Regions from separate parts of the Oryctolagus cuniculus genome. Here region 2 is linked to region 1. Evidence: chromatin contacts called from public Micro-C data. All regions are on one chromosome and are shown on one strand. The core of a region is the stretch at or near the end of the contact, and the rest is flanking DNA. Distances in the headings are between cores, read along the strand shown. Region 1 holds the start of TMEM128 (transmembrane protein 128). Region 2 holds the start of WDR1 (WD repeat domain 1).

The links. Hi-C and Micro-C count contacts between places; a contact is called where the count stands out from the background.
Region 2: a Micro-C map of ear pinna shows a contact between it and region 1, with 4 times the contacts expected there. The contact joins the promoter of WDR1 here to the promoter of TMEM128 in region 1. A contact is called at or near these places in 2 of 6 Hi-C or Micro-C datasets (ear pinna and an unstated tissue).

What each region holds. Positions count from the first base shown.
Region 1 is chr2:4,860,112-4,867,431 of mOryCun1.1, reverse strand. TMEM128 (transmembrane protein 128) reads right to left here and starts at 4,129. Exons shown (of 5, transcript XM_002709352.5): 1 at 3,891-4,129; 2 at 2,144-2,285. The coding sequence starts at 3,987.
Region 2 is chr2:5,160,969-5,168,288 of mOryCun1.1, reverse strand. It overlaps WDR1 (WD repeat domain 1), which reads left to right and starts at 3,311. Exons shown (of 15, transcript XM_070069578.1): 1 at 3,311-3,468; 2 at 3,877-3,998. The coding sequence starts at 3,453.

The DNA.
Region 1 (7,320 bases), core at 2,880-5,379:
GCTGGAGCTGTGGGAAGACATTACTGGGGAGAGAGACGGAGGCCTCCTGATACCGAAACCCAGAGAGACACAGGTTCACCCCTGGGCTCCAGACATAGGGAAACCCAGAGAGAGACAGGCTCACCCCCTGGGCTCCAGACATAGGGAAACCCAGAGAGAGACAGGCTCACCCCTGGGCTCCAGACATAGGGAAACCCAGAGAGACAGGCTCACCCCCTGGGCTCCAGACATAGGGAAACCCAGAGAGACAGGCTCACCCCCTGGGCTCCAGACATAGGGAAACCCAGAGAGAGACAGGCTCACCCCCTGGGCTCCAGACATAGGGAAACCCAGAGAGAGACAGGCTCACCCCCTGGGCTCCAGACATAGGGAAACCCAGAGAGAGACAGGCTCACCCCCTGGGCTCTAGGCGCAGGGAAACCCAGAGAGAGACAAGCTCACCCCCTGGGCTCCAGGCACAGGGAAACCCAGAGAGAGACAAGCTCACCCCCTGGGCTCCAGGCACAGGGAAACCCAGAGAGAGACAGGCTCACCCCCTGGGCTCCAGGCGCAGGGAAACCCAGAGAGAGACAGGCTCACCCCCTGGGCTCCAGACACAGGGAAACCCAGAGAGAGATAGGCTCACCCCCTGGGCTCCAGGCACAGGGAAACCCAGAGGCCTCTCCTGCCGAGGCTGCACGGAAACGCAGGCTGCAATCTGCGCCTCCTACGGGCGGTCATGCTGAGCTCTCGAGTTCTTCACCTCGAACCCTACCAGCGAGGTCCACCACCTCCCAGGGAAGGAGAGAGAGGTGGGAGAGCAGGAAGCCGGCGGCATGCGGGCGGAGTTCGGCACGAGAGGAACAGGCCATCTCCCCGCCACAGCTCTGAGAGCTCGCCGGTGCCTAGCCCTGACTGCTTGCTCCCTCCGCTCCTCCAGCCCCCACCCCCCACCCCCGAAGTCGCCTGGAGGACAAGCGTGTGCCCACCATGACCCAAAGCCCCCGGTCTGTCTGCATCTCTCCAGGGCCCCTGGTACTTCCAGATGACGACTCCCAGCCCTCAGCAAAGTAGCCCTCCCCAAGCCCGCTCTGCCCTGTCTCGGGGCCCCCACACCGTTCTCCGGGGTTCAGCGAGGGGCCCGGCACATGGTTCACAACCTTCTCCTCCACTCAGCTCCTGGGGTCACATTACAGGGCGCTGGGTCCTCATGAACCAGGGATTACCAACACCAGGCCCACCCTCCTGGAACCCTGCCCGTTCACCTGCTCTCCGAAACAAACCCTGGGAGCTGTCCTCACCAGCCGGCTCTCGGCCCCTCCTCCCAGCTGTCCTGCACTTGGTCGTCAAGAGACCGTCAGACTTTCTCTCGCCATTTCCCCCAGTGCGTTACACCCTTACACTCACCAGCACCCCCCCCCCCCCACAACACATCTGTACTGAAAAGACACTGACACAACTTCCAGTTCTCGCCACTGCTGTGCGCGCCCATGGCACACGCCCTCAGCTCGGCCTTGTTTCACTGCCTCTATGTGAGGGGATGATGTGATGATGTGATGATGTGATATGTGCACGCACGCATCCGTCACTTCCCAGAGCTCCCGCTGTGGCTTGTGTACGGGATGTGTGGGCGGAGGACTCACGAGAACACTCTCCTGGCAAAGTTCAAGTACACAGTACCTTACTGTTAACAATACAGTTAGGGGCCGGCGCTGTGGCACAGTGGGTTAAAGCCCTGGCCTGAAGTGCCAGCATCCTATACGGGCACCGGTTCTAGTCCCGGTTGCTCCTCTTCTGATCCCGCTCTCTGCTATGGCCTGGGACAGCAGAAGAAGATGGCCCCAGTCCTGGGGCCCCTGCACCCTTGTGGGAGACCCAGAAGAAGCTCCTGGTTTCAGATTGGCACAGCTCCGGCTGTTGCAGCCATCTGCAGAGTGAACCAGCGGATGGAAGACCTCTCTGTCTCTACCTCTCTCTGTAACTCTTTCAAATAAATAAAATAAATCTTTAAAACGTGTGCCCTTTAACCAACACTGCTCACTCATCTCTGCCCCCAGCACCAGCACGGTGCCCGGCACACAGGAGGTGTTTTCTTAATTTCTGAAAAACCCACCTGAAAAAATGGAACGCGAGAAGTAAGACGAGGGCGTCCAAGTTTTCTTACCTGCTAGTGTGAAAGTTCTCTCTCAGGGTTTTAAAGAAATCAACATAGTAGGTCACAGCAATGGAGGCCAAAATCCAGAACCCGGAATGGAGGTTCAGTCTCGGGAGGGGTTTCTCCTTCTTCTCGGCAGCTGTGGAAGCGCCTGCAAATAAAATCCCAACTAAGTTCCCAGAACTTCCGGGGAGATCACACCTACTTTAAGTCAATTTCCCTGCTCTTTCTAAACAGCAGAGTCTCTCCCTTTACAGCACCAAATCGCTCTGTAAAATCATTATGCCATCGCATAATGCAGAAAAAATATAGATGCAGAACAAACCAATAGGAGGCTGCATAAAACATGTTCAATGCAGGTAACGTCCACATTGTCAGTCTTTTGGAAATAACGATGCTATTCACAGTGTACAGCTCTTCAAACTAGGTTTCACCTGAGTGAAAGTTAAGAAGTCATGAGTCTTAAGAAAAAAAAAAAAAGCAGAGATAAACATCAGAGCACAAAATGGACTTGTCACATCTAAATTATTATTATTTTTTTTTTTTTTTTACAGGCAGAGTGGACAGTGAGAGAGAGAGACACAGAGAAAGGTCTTCCTTTTGCCGTTGGTTCACCCTCCAATGGCCGCCGCGGCCGGCGCGCTGCGGCCGGCGCACCGCGCTGATCCGATGGCAGGAGCCAGGAGCCAGGTGCTTCTCCTGGTCTCCCATGGGGTGCAGGGCCCAAGCACCTGGGCCATCCTCCACTGCACTCCCGGGCCACAGCAGAGAGCTGGCCTGGAAGAGGGGCAACCGGGACAGAATCCGGCGCCCCGACTGGGACTAGAACCCGGTGTGCTGGCGCCGCAAGGCGGAGGATTAGCCTAGTGAGCCGCGGTGGCGGCCTCTAAATTATTTTTAAACACACGTAATCTCTTGAGTCAGCTCAAACATGGGAAAGGCACGCCACATCTCTCAGGCCGGCGCAGGGCGGTCCAGACAGGTGCCAACAAGTCCCTTCTTCCACCTGGGACTTCCTCGGCAAGACTGGGGGGCTGGGCCGGGTCAGATGGCGATTAACAAGCTGCCCTTTTTCACTGCGAGGAAGAACCGCAGGTGCCCATCGCAGGGCCTGGGCCTTTAGCAGACCCATCAGATGCCCGCAAACGCAAACTGATCTTAACAGAGACCCTGGGGACACACCCAGAATGCAGAAACCAAAGCTGCCGTGGACCCAGCTCACAACGTACGGGCCAAAAGATCTAAAACGAAATGCCCCGACCTTCACCCCAATTCCCCAGCCAGCCCGGGGCAACCTCCACTGTCACTTGTACTGCGTTCTAGCACATCCCGTGGCCTCCCGGTGAACGCAGCACACGCAACTCTGCATCTCCCTGAGGAAATCGGCCACAGCCGGCACACGGACGCCTGCCCGCGTGCCCCGGACGGACAGGGGCGGTCTCATTTCACCAGTTTCGCACCGACGGCAAATCGGGTGTCCCCAGTCGTTTGCTACTAAGAGATGCTGGGGTGGACACCTTCACTCCGAATTTTTCTTAAAAAAAGACTTTTAACGGCTATCTCCTCACAGGCGCTCCCAGAAATGCTGAAGCGGGACTAAGAAGTGCAAGGCTGCGTGAGCCTCCCGTTCGTGACATTAAATACCCGACTTGCAAAAACTACTTTGTAGCCGAGAAATGAAACCCGGCCCCTCCGGGAGGCCCGTGGAGCCGGCCGCTTCCGGGGGAACCTCGGCGCGGCTCGGAGCGCGCCTCACCCGGCCTGGCGTCGCCCTCGCCGTCCCGCGGGACCGCGGAGTCCGACGACAGCAGGTACCGCCGCCGGAGCTGCTCCCGGGCCCACGGAGCGTCCATCTTGGCGCCGCCCAGAAACGCGACGGAAGTGACGTCGGCGCACAGCACTTCCGGCGCCGGCGTCGGGGGCGGGGTAAGCGGTGGTCGCCGTGGGGAGGCGGCGGGGTGGCGTTAGTGGGTGCGAGGCTCGTATCCCACGCGTGATTTGAAGTTTTGGGTACTGCTAGCCTTCCCGGGTCCTTAGGGCGCTGATGCGTTTCCGACCTACGGAAGCCCAGAGGAACCAAGATGGCCGACGCCCGTGGGCGCGCGCGGGGCAGCCCGGCTCCCGAGTCTGCCCAGGCCTCCCGGTGTTGGAGCAGGCACGGACGTTCGCCCCGGCCTCTTTCCTACTCCTGCCTCTGGGGAGTCGCCCAGCCGGACTGGAAAGGGCTGAAGGCAGCCCCAGGAGGGAGAGGGGGCCCCGAACCGGGCCTCTGACCCCGTGGGGGACAGGAATGACCCTCTCTGGGCCTTTTGCTCTCAGGCCCGCTAGGCTGGACCTGCCTGCGCTCAGGTGGTTCGTGGGAGAGCTCCTTGTCCCGCCTGGGGGAACGTGTCCCCTCCGGACCGTGGGCACTAAGGTGCTTTCCCGGCCGCCCAGCGCTCAGAAGCCGTGTCCGCCGGTTCCCGGCTTTCTGTCAAACGGTCATCCCGATGGCTCTCCCGCTGTCCCCTGGCGAGCCGTGTTGCTCAGCGCCCACTGTGCGCTGGGAATGCTAGGCGGTGAGGATAGACTGCCCGTGAGCTGCGGCTGCAGCGCCGACCTGCAGGACGGCGCAGTGCACGGGGCGTCCTTCCCCCGGCCCCGAGTTCCGGGCAGCACGGGCAGCTGCGGGCGGTGCAGCGGTGATGGTGGTGGGTGGCGCTGGCCGAGGAGGTGGCCTCAGTAGGGTGCGCCTGGGGCTATGGCAGCGCTCAGTGAAGTCTGTTCTGCGGGGTGCGGGCAGGAGCAAGGGGAGCGCTTGAAGGAGATGGAACACAGGGCTGGTAGGGTAGTCCGAAAAGCCACGGCGGACGTGAACTTCGGATTAGCTAGTAGGCTGCTCTTCCATATCTCCTGGGTGTTGTGGGTGTTTGTAAAAGGAATGTAATAAAAAATATTTAAGAAGAATGTCAGCCGGCGCCGCAGCTCACTAGGCGCCGGCACACCGGGTTCTAGTCCCGGTCGGGGCGCCGGATTCTGTCCCGGTTGCCCCTCTTCCAGGCCAGCTCTCTGCTGTGGCCCGGAGTGCAGTGGAGGATGGCCCAGGTGCTTGGGCCCTGCACCCCATGGGAGACCAGGAGAAGCACCTGGCTCCTGCCATCGGATCAGTGCGGTGCGGCGGCCATTGGAGGGTGAACCAACAGCAAAGGAAGACCTTTCTCTCTGTCTCTCTCTCTCTCACTGTCCACTCTGCCTGTCAAAAAAAAAAAAAAAAAAAAAAAAGTCAAGTTCTTAGCGGCCCATTTCTGCAATTCCTTCAACCTTCCTGTACCCTTGGGAGCAGAGAGACTCACAGCCCGGCAGACTGCGGCCTCTAAACAATCCCTCCTTTTTTTTCCTGCTCTTTTTCTTTGCAAACTCCTAAACTGGGCTTCATCTCTTCAAAGCCAGCCGAGGTCTTGGCCCCTTTTTCTTCTTTCTCTTGTACGGGGTTAGAAGCCTTGTTAACAGGAAGTGACTTCGTCCCATCGAACAGTCTTGTTGATCTTTCTCCTCGAGAAAAGGTCAGTGCCGGGGCTCCCTCGTAACCAGATATTCCCGGGAGCCCCCCAGCCACCCCGGGGTTTCCGTGCGCGGTATGTTGAGGTCAGATCGAGTTCCCCCTTCGGTGGTTTCGGGGCCTTTGTATTTGGAGCTGAAATCCGTCCAGCTTTTTCCCCCTGATATTTTAAATGGCACTACTTGCATACCTTATTGATGCTACTTAAAAGCAGATTGGAAAAAATCCAGTATTTAATGACCACATCTTCTTTGTTGGGGTCCATTCAGTGAGTTCTTCAATGTGTGTACTGTGGCACCTTAATTATAGATAGAGATCAGATTGCTACCAGTGCAGACATTTTCAGTGTGGGTTACTTGTAGGGAGAACAGTGGATCTGACTGTGACCTTGCTGGTTCCGTTAGCCATATGGTTATGTCCGAGGTGTTTACAGCCTACGGAACCCTGACTCCATCACTGTGGCTCTTTGGGTGTGTTGTTTCATTTTCCTGGATATCAGTTTCAGCGTCTGAAGCAGCATGAACCAGAGTGCGGGTGGATGTACACAGGTGGCTTAGCCTAGTCCCTGGCCAGTGGTATGCATTCAGGAAGGCTACCTGCTGTTCACGACTCCATAGCTTGGCCTTCAAGATCTTGCACCTGCTCACCTCCTGGTCAGTATTTCCTGGTGCTTGGGCTGCAGCCACTCTTCGTTCATATTTCTCTTCCAGGAATTAGCAGGTTGGGCCATGGGGTCACCTGGCTTCCAGCAGTGGCTGCAGGGGCTAGAGCTAGGATGGTGTGCGGAGTGTAGATGGCACCATAGGTAAGACTGCGCCATTTTACTAACATTCCCCCTTTTGTTTTTTATTTTTATTTATTTTCTATTTATTTATTTATTTGACAGGCAGAGTGGACAGTGAGAGAGAGAGACAGAGAGAAAGGTCTTCCTTTGCCGTTGGTTCACCCTCCAATGGCCGCCACGGCTGGCGTGCTGCAGCCGGCGCACCGCGCTGATCCGATGGCAGGAGCCAGGTACTTCTCCTGGTCTCCCAGGGGTGCAGGGCCCAAGCACTTGGGCCATCCTCCACTGCACTCCCTGGCCACAGCAGAGAGCTGGCCTGGAAGAGGGGCAACCAGGACAGAATCCGGCGCCCCGACCGGGACTAGAACCTGGTGTGCCGGCGCCGCTAGGTGGAGGATTAGCCTAGTGAGCCGCGGCGCCGGCCCCCTTTTGTTTTTTATAAAGCAAGAGTTGTATGGGATTACATTAGCCCCAAAAGTCCAGGAGGGGTAGAGGGACAATGATCTGCCTTTGGAGCTACCTCCTGCTGGCATGGGGCGACGTCTTAAGCTGCTGTCTCGTGGTGGGGAGCCGAGTAGATCTGCAGCGGCATTTGGTGGACCGCCTAATTGCTGAAGGCCTTGGTTTGTTCCATTATCACCTGCTGTCAACACTTAAGCCGACCCGGTAGTATAAGAGGGTGAGGGCTGGCGCCGAGGCTCACTAGGCTAATCCTCTGCCTGTGGCGCCGGCACACCGGGTTCTAGTCCCGGTCGGGGCGCCGGATTCTGTCCCGGTTGCCCCTCTTCCAGGCCAGCTCTCTGCTGTGGCCAGGGAGTGCAGTGGAGGATGACCCAAGTGCTTGGGCCCTGCACCCCATGGGAG
Region 2 (7,320 bases), core at 2,062-4,561, 300 kb before region 1:
TCTGCAAGGGTCCTCCCTTCTAGGACAGCCCCAGGCCCTCCCCCAGATTCCAACAGGTGGGTGCCCTGTAGCTAGTTTTGCACCAAATTCACCACCACTCCTCCTCAGTTAATCAAACAGACCCTTGAACCAACCTAGACTGCCGAGAACACTGTAGATCAGAGCACAGCCAAAGACCTCACACCTTTGACCCACGGACACCGGCAGCCACTCCTTAGCAGGTCAAGACCACTAGGAAAGCTCACTGGCAGCCATGTGGGGGGAGGGGCTGCTCCCAGGACTTGGTGAGGCAGGCCGTCACAGTCCGGCTGGCTTTGGCAGAACTGATCCGCAGCCCATCTCTTCCAGGGGTAAGCTATGTAAGGGGCCCCTGTATCACCTGAGGCCAATCAAGGGTTATAGAACTCGTAGTTGAGCTAGTTCACCTGAAGTTAACCTAACAGGCGCATCAGGTGTTCTAATACTAGTTTATGCTCTGGAATTAAATCCAAGCTCAGGGGATGCTTATGTTGCTCACTCCCTCACATGGGAGCTAAGTTATTCAGAGCTGGTGGGTCCTAGTAGTAAGGGTTAGGAAACAAACGCGCGCTGTTCTCCCATGCGCAGTGGGAGAAATAGAAGTTGATCCAGCACTCAGTCATGAGTGTGGAACAGGTACCTGCCTGAAAGGTCTAGTCGGAGGAATTGGCCTTAAGTCAGGGGGTCACAGATGGGCTGGGAACTGCAGGTGCAGCAGCCCCAAGGCACGTGTGGTCAAGGGGGCAGGACCACTCGGGATTAAGCAGAGAGCCCTAGTGTCAAGGCTTCAAGGTTGCTCACTGGCTGCAGTGGAGTTCTGCAAACACGTAGGGAAGCCAGGAGTTGCCCCGCTCAAGGCAGGTGCTGTACGTGACACAGGCATTTAGAGTGACAGGATTTCAGGTGGGATTGAGTAGGTTTGCTGTGGTTTCTGAAGACACCCTGGAGCAGTCTGCAGTGGATCGAGGGGGAGGTGGGTGCGTTTGGTCTGTGGTTTGACCCGAGCATACGCCTCTCAGACATCAGCAGATACCAGGAAGCACATAACCGTTGCAGAAGTGGGGCCCATACGGGCAGCTGTGATCCATCAGGCTTTGTGCTACGTATGCGGCTATATATGCGGCTCCGCAATCAGTGAGCACCTTACAGGTGTGGTGGGGACCACAGAACCTAAGGAGTAGGCTGGATTCACAGCTGGCACCAGCCAGGGGCTGCAGAGCCGCTGCAGCCGAGACCCGGGCCAACAGGGCGCCCACAGCGAGGCACTAGATACCCCAGGCACCCTCCATTCCAGACCTGGAGAACTGCCTGACGAGTTCACACTGCCTCTAGACACCTACATCACTTTGTTAAGCAGTTACTCCAGCACTCCCCATCCACGTTTTTCTTAGCTTCTAACTTATAATTTCCTCCTGAGCTAAAAATAAGCCATGAATCCCAGCCTCCTGCCAGGGATTTGCGAACAGTTTGCCCACATTCGCTTTGTCTCGCTTTCAACAGTGTCACCTCCAACAAGGCTTCACACGCAAAGGTCCCCGGCTCGCAGAGCACGAGCTGGTGTGTCAGCCTCCTACCACTACCATATAACAACCGTAGATGGAGCTGTAGCACTTGTACACCAGTCTAAGGTGGTCGGTGCAGCTAAGTGGTCTGCAAACGGGGGCTTGTCTCGTTTCTGCTGCAGGAATCTCATCCTTTGTGGGAGACTTAACTTGGGTCCTTCAGCTCACAAGGTGTTCACGTTCACCGTTTCTTGATCAAGGGTTGTAGGCAAGGAGTGGGCTCATTCACTTAAGCACCTACACATGTCAAGGCATCCAAGGGGAAGAGGGCAAACCAGCGTCTGCGGGGGCGGGAAGGCCGCCGTCTAAGGCTGAGATTGGGCACTTACATTAGCTAAGGCACCTGCAACACGTATCAGCACCTGCTTTCAATGCTCGGTTCCTAACTCCACCTTTTTGCTGATGCTGATCCTAGGAGGCAGAGGCCACAGCCCAGGTAACTCCCGCTGCCTGTGTGGGAGACCTCGACTAGGTCCCTAGCCCCCAGCTTTGGCCTAGCCCCGTCTTTTGGGGACACTTTGGGAATGGCTCAGCAGATAGGAGTCGTCTACCTCTGAAGACTTAAACTAAGGTGAAGAGGAGGCAACACTCCAAGTAGCTTGAGCACTGAAGTATCTCTGAAGGAGCTTTAGTCAGCTGGGTACATCCCAGCGAATCTAGGTCCAGGCAAAGAACCAGCACGCCAGGCTTCGGGGCAGGCGCACACCTGGGCACGCCTGCGAGGCAGAGGAACCCAGGGACAGGCAGAACAGCTTTTCCCTAGCAAGCCCAGGGCACAGGCTTTAGGGGAGCAGGCCCAGTTTACGAGGCTCACCGGCTCGTTTTTTGGAAAACAGACCAGAGCGGGAGGGCAGGCAGCCCCAGCCGGGAAGCTGACAGCAAACCCCCGCGATCTCAGGCGAGCGCCACCCAGCTCTGTGGTTAAGGACTGTGGTGAACATGGCGAGTCTCGACACGCTTCCAAGGTGGCACGAGACTTCCCGGTCCGACAGAGCAGAGCAAACCCAGGGTGACCCGAGGCTGGGTTTGGGGACGTCTGAGCAGCTCCGGGTGCCTTACCCGCCTGCTGTCCCCTGCACCCACACCGAGAAAAGCCCGCACCCAGCCTACCGCCAAACTGAGGCCCAGAGCGCCCACTCCTCCCGCCCGCTCCCTCCACGAGGAAAACATCCCTGGCTGCCTCGGAGCCTACACCCCCTTCACCTAAGCGTCTTCAGTGAACACCCCTAAGGCTACTGCTTCCCTCCTCAGTCACGGTCGTGAAAAAAAAGCACCCTCTGGCCTAGAACCCGAACCGGGGCTCAGCCGAGCACATCCACCCGCTACGCCAACACCGGCGCCAAGGAGCCTAGGCGGCCCCGGCGGGCTCGGCCACCCCACAGCAGCTCAGCAGCACAGGCCCACGCAGCCCGCCCGACCCAGCCCTCCGCCGCCAGCCTCCCACTCCCGCTCCCAAGGCCATTCTGACGCCAGGGCCGCCGGCACCGCCTTTTCACGGGGCCGCGGAGCGAGTGCGCTACGTCACTTCCGGGGCGGGCCGGGCGGGGCCGGGGGCGGGGCGCGGCGTCCGCGCAGGCGCTCTGGAGCGGCGGCCGCCGAGCCGAGCGCTTGACTATATATGGTCAAAGCTGGGGGCGAGCCGCGCGCGCGGGGCCGCGCTTCCGGGTTCGGAGCGTCCGCGGCGGCCGCGCGCGAGGGCAGGAGCCAGCCGGCCTCGGAGCCCCGGCCTGGGACCGCCCCCTCCGCGCCCGGCACGCCCAGCGCCGCCTTCCGGCCGCTGTCCCCGGGCTCGGCCTCGGCGAGGTGTGCTTGGCGACGCGGGCCGGCGCCGGAGGCTCTCGGCTAGCGCGGCGCGGTAACAAGTGGGCGAGGATGCCGTACGAGATCAGTAAGTGGCGCGGGGCGCCGGGGCCCCCACCCCTGGCGGCCGCCAGCGGCGGCCCGGCTCTCGGCCCCGGGGCGGCGGCGCGGTGGGCGCCCAGGGCTGCGGGCGCAGAGGCCGGCGGCGCGCCCCGCCCGCCCGCCCTCGGGGTGCCCGGCGGCCGCCCCCCGACCCCGGCCGGGGTCGCCCCAGAGTTGGCCCAGCGGGTCGGGCCGGCGAGCCCCCCGAGGGCTTGGGCCGGGAGCGCGGACCAGGAAGTGGCGCCGGCCCCTGCGCCCGGAGGAAGTGGCGGCCGCCCCTCCCGGAGGCGGCAACAGGTGACCGGCCGAGACCGGTCCGCTGCCCGCTGCCCGCTGCCCGCTGCGAGCCTCCGAGCAGGGGGCGGCCGCTAACGAGCCGCGTTTGTCTCCGCAGAGAAAGTGTTCGCCAGCCTCCCGCAGGTGGAGAGGGGCGTCTCCAAAATCCTCGGGGGCGACCCTAAGGGCGAGAATTTTCTGTACACCAACGGCAAGTGCGTCATCCTGAGGAACATCGACGTGAGTGCCCTCCCCACCCCCACCCCCACCGGCGCCCGCCCCCAGCGCCGGGCTCCCTCCGGAATGGGGTCTCCCTCCCCGCGCACCCCGCGCCCTGGGGAGGTGCGGACGCCACGCCCCTCGGCCCTGGAGCCGCGCTCAGGAGCCCCGGAATTGGGTTTAAGTTCTCAATCGCAGTGGGGAAACTGAGGCAGGGGTTCCGGGTTTGGGGGGAGGGGTCGGACAGACCCGGCAGCTGCTGCTGGCTGTGGCCTGGGCCTCTGGGGCCGGCCGTGGAGGGAGGTGATGAGGCGACGATCCCCACTTCCCCCCGGCGACTGAAGGAGCCGCCGGCCTGCCCGGGCCCTCGCGGCGCCTGGCACAGGCCGCCGAGCGCTTGGTAAATGCCGCTGCCGCCCGGGGTCTCCCCAGTGTGGCCGAGCCCAGGCTGACGCCCAGTGCTGACTCCAGCCTGGTCAGACACTGTGGATCGGAGCCCCAGAGGGAACACAGGAACCGGTTTATCCCGGTGAATCATTCTCTGCGGGCACCCGCCCCCAGGCTACCACTGCTTCCAGAGCCAGCTCCTCGGGAAGCCCTGCGAGTGTGTGTTTTTCCTGTGCGATGCTCTGAACGACCCAGTCTGTTTTCCCACTTCCCCCACTAAGGGCATCGCACACTCCAGCCTTGCCTCTCCCTTCCTGGGCCTGAGGGGTGGATGCAGGCGGCGCAGCACGGCCATTCCAGGGGTTTCTGCCGGGTGTGGGGTTGGTGCAGAAGTGGGCAGCCTGTTGGGCCCACAGGGTCGCCGGCTCCGGTCAGACATGCTGGGCCTCTGGGAGCTCACAGGTGATGGCAGGAATGAAGGGCTCTGTGCACCTCCCTGTTCCTTGCCTGGAGGTGCAGGGCCCCTGCGTGGTCAGAGGCACTGCTGGCCTGCCCATCCCCCTGCTGGAAGACAGCGCCGCCCAGGGTGCTGGGCACCTTGGGTGAGGGGTGGGTGTGAGTGCTCTGCAGGTGCTAACAACTTGCTGGCCGGGCAGATTCCTGGAAAGCCGATCCAGCCGGCCTTACAGCTGGGGAGTCATCACCAAGGACTGAACCGGGACGATAGGGAAGTCTCTGGAGTGAGGTCTTGAGATGCTGAGAAAGTAATAATGCGATGGCCCTGGGAGGTAGTCACTTAGCAGATTAGTGAAGATACGGAAGCATTCCAAGCGTTCCAAAGTCGCAGGATGTGGTTTCGTCTCTGACAAGGCCTACCCATGTCATCGCAGTCTGCGGCCACTCCCAGGTAGACGTCCCGCAAGGTAGTGCTGGGAGTCTGGGGCCAAGTCAGCAGCGTGGGCCCAGCCCGGGAAGGAGGCCGATGGCGGGGGCTGCCTCTGCGGAGAAGCTGTGGCCCCTCTGCAGGAGGCCACTCGGACGTGGGAAACCCGTTCTGCCTGCTCCTCCTGAGCTGTTGCCCGGAGCCTTCCTGTGAGGTTTGCCGCCCTTCCTGGCCTTCCCACGGGTCAGTTTGCAGGGTGCCAGGGCGGCAGGGGATGCTGCTCGTCTGTCTCCCCCCGTGCCAGGTGTGACGCCAGGCACTTAGTCCTCAGTGGTGGGTACAGTTTTTATGAGCCCAGTGTTCCTGGAAAACAGGAGACATGAGCGTGAACAGTCAGTGTATGGAAGGAAGGCGGTGTGGTTGGACACTGGCTGAGGGAAGAAGGGAGGATGAGACCAGACGCCTACAGCACCTTAACGGTAGCATACCCTGAGCTGCTTGGGGTTTCCCAGGTGCCCTTCCCCCAAAGGGAAACCCCCTCACTCCACCATTCAGGCCCGGGGCCTTGGGCTTATCTGCTGTGCCTCATTCATTCTGCTGATGCATTCAAGTATCTGACAGATTTCTCAGTCCTCCTCTGCCTCCACCCCCATCTGAGCTACTGCTGTCTCCCCCACCTGGATTGTTGCCCAAAACCAGGAAACAGTCGCACGCACTCCCTGCTTTTATCGCTGTTGCCCTGGGTGTGATCTGAGCAGCAGCTGGTGTGGTTGTGTTCAGATGCGTCCTTGGCCCCGCAGCCTCCCACTTTGCAGAAAACCTGACCTCGCTGCCTCCCCAGGCCGGGGCACCCGGCTTCGTCTCAGGACCTGCATTTCCATTGCTTTTGCTGGGGTGTTCTTTCCTCAGATGCCTGCAAAGCCGCTCCCCAGCCTGCAGGTGTCTGCTTAGGAGTCCCTTAGCAGAGGGGTCTCCCTTAAATAGCGTCTCCCTCCCTGGCCTTCCCTATCCCTTTGCCCTAACAGTAACTAGGAAGCCAGCTGCAAGCAGACCTACAGATGGGCACACTCTGCCCCCTGTACCTGCTGTGTCCTCGTGCCTGAGAGAGGGCCTGGCACACAGGAAGTGCTTGGTGAGTTACTGGTTGGTTGGAAGACCTTGGAAGCGCTCTGTTCATGGAGGTGATAGGCAGTCACTGAGGTGGTGCTGCAGGAGAATCAGCAAGGCTTGGTCTTGTTGAGGTTGGTGGAGTCCACCCTCGAGACGTGGCTGGAGAGCACTCTTGCTGACACCCACACGATCGTGGTGACTGGCACTCGTTTTGCAAACCCAGCACAATGGCGCTTCCTGAACCTGTTGGAAGAGAGTGCTGCTTACCTGTTTCAGCTCATCCCTTTCCGCACCTCGGAGAGGAAACTGCACCGTTAAAGGGTGTGATGCTGCCAGCCGTCGGGAAGCTGACGAGACCTCAGTGGACAGCATGGACGCCATGCGTAGGAGGAGTTGCCCGCCGAGGAGGGGTAGTCGGTGACTCCGGGGGCTGAGGAATACTTCCAGGCGCTGGGGCCTGGGTGGCTCCTCTGCGTTGAGTTGTCCTGTGGGCACAGCAACGCCTGATCCCATCTGGCATCTGTGAACAGAGTGTCACTCCCAGTGGCTGGGAAGGAACCTGCTTGATTCCAAACTCCCAGGATCCTTTCCCTGGAGAGGCCTCCGGTGTGCTACCAGAAGCAGCCAGCCAATCTGCTGTGTGAGCGGGTTTTTAAACGTCCCACTCCGGGATGCCAGCATTGCAGTGTGCAGTGGGGGATTTCATGGGGTTAAGTAGAAATGTGTTGCTTATCACAGTGCAGTGTTGGTAGCCTTTGCTGGTAACAGAGTGGAGGCTACTTTGGCGGCTGGAGGTTAGCTGGTGTCATGTGCAGAAGGAGCCCTGTATGTCCCTGCAGATTCGGGGGATGGGACAAGGTTTGCAGGCTGACCTAGGTCCTCTGTCCAGTTGCTGGCTCCCTCTGTATCCGCACAGCCACCATCCTGAGGGACAGGATGGTGGGCCCTGCGCTTGGAGCTTGC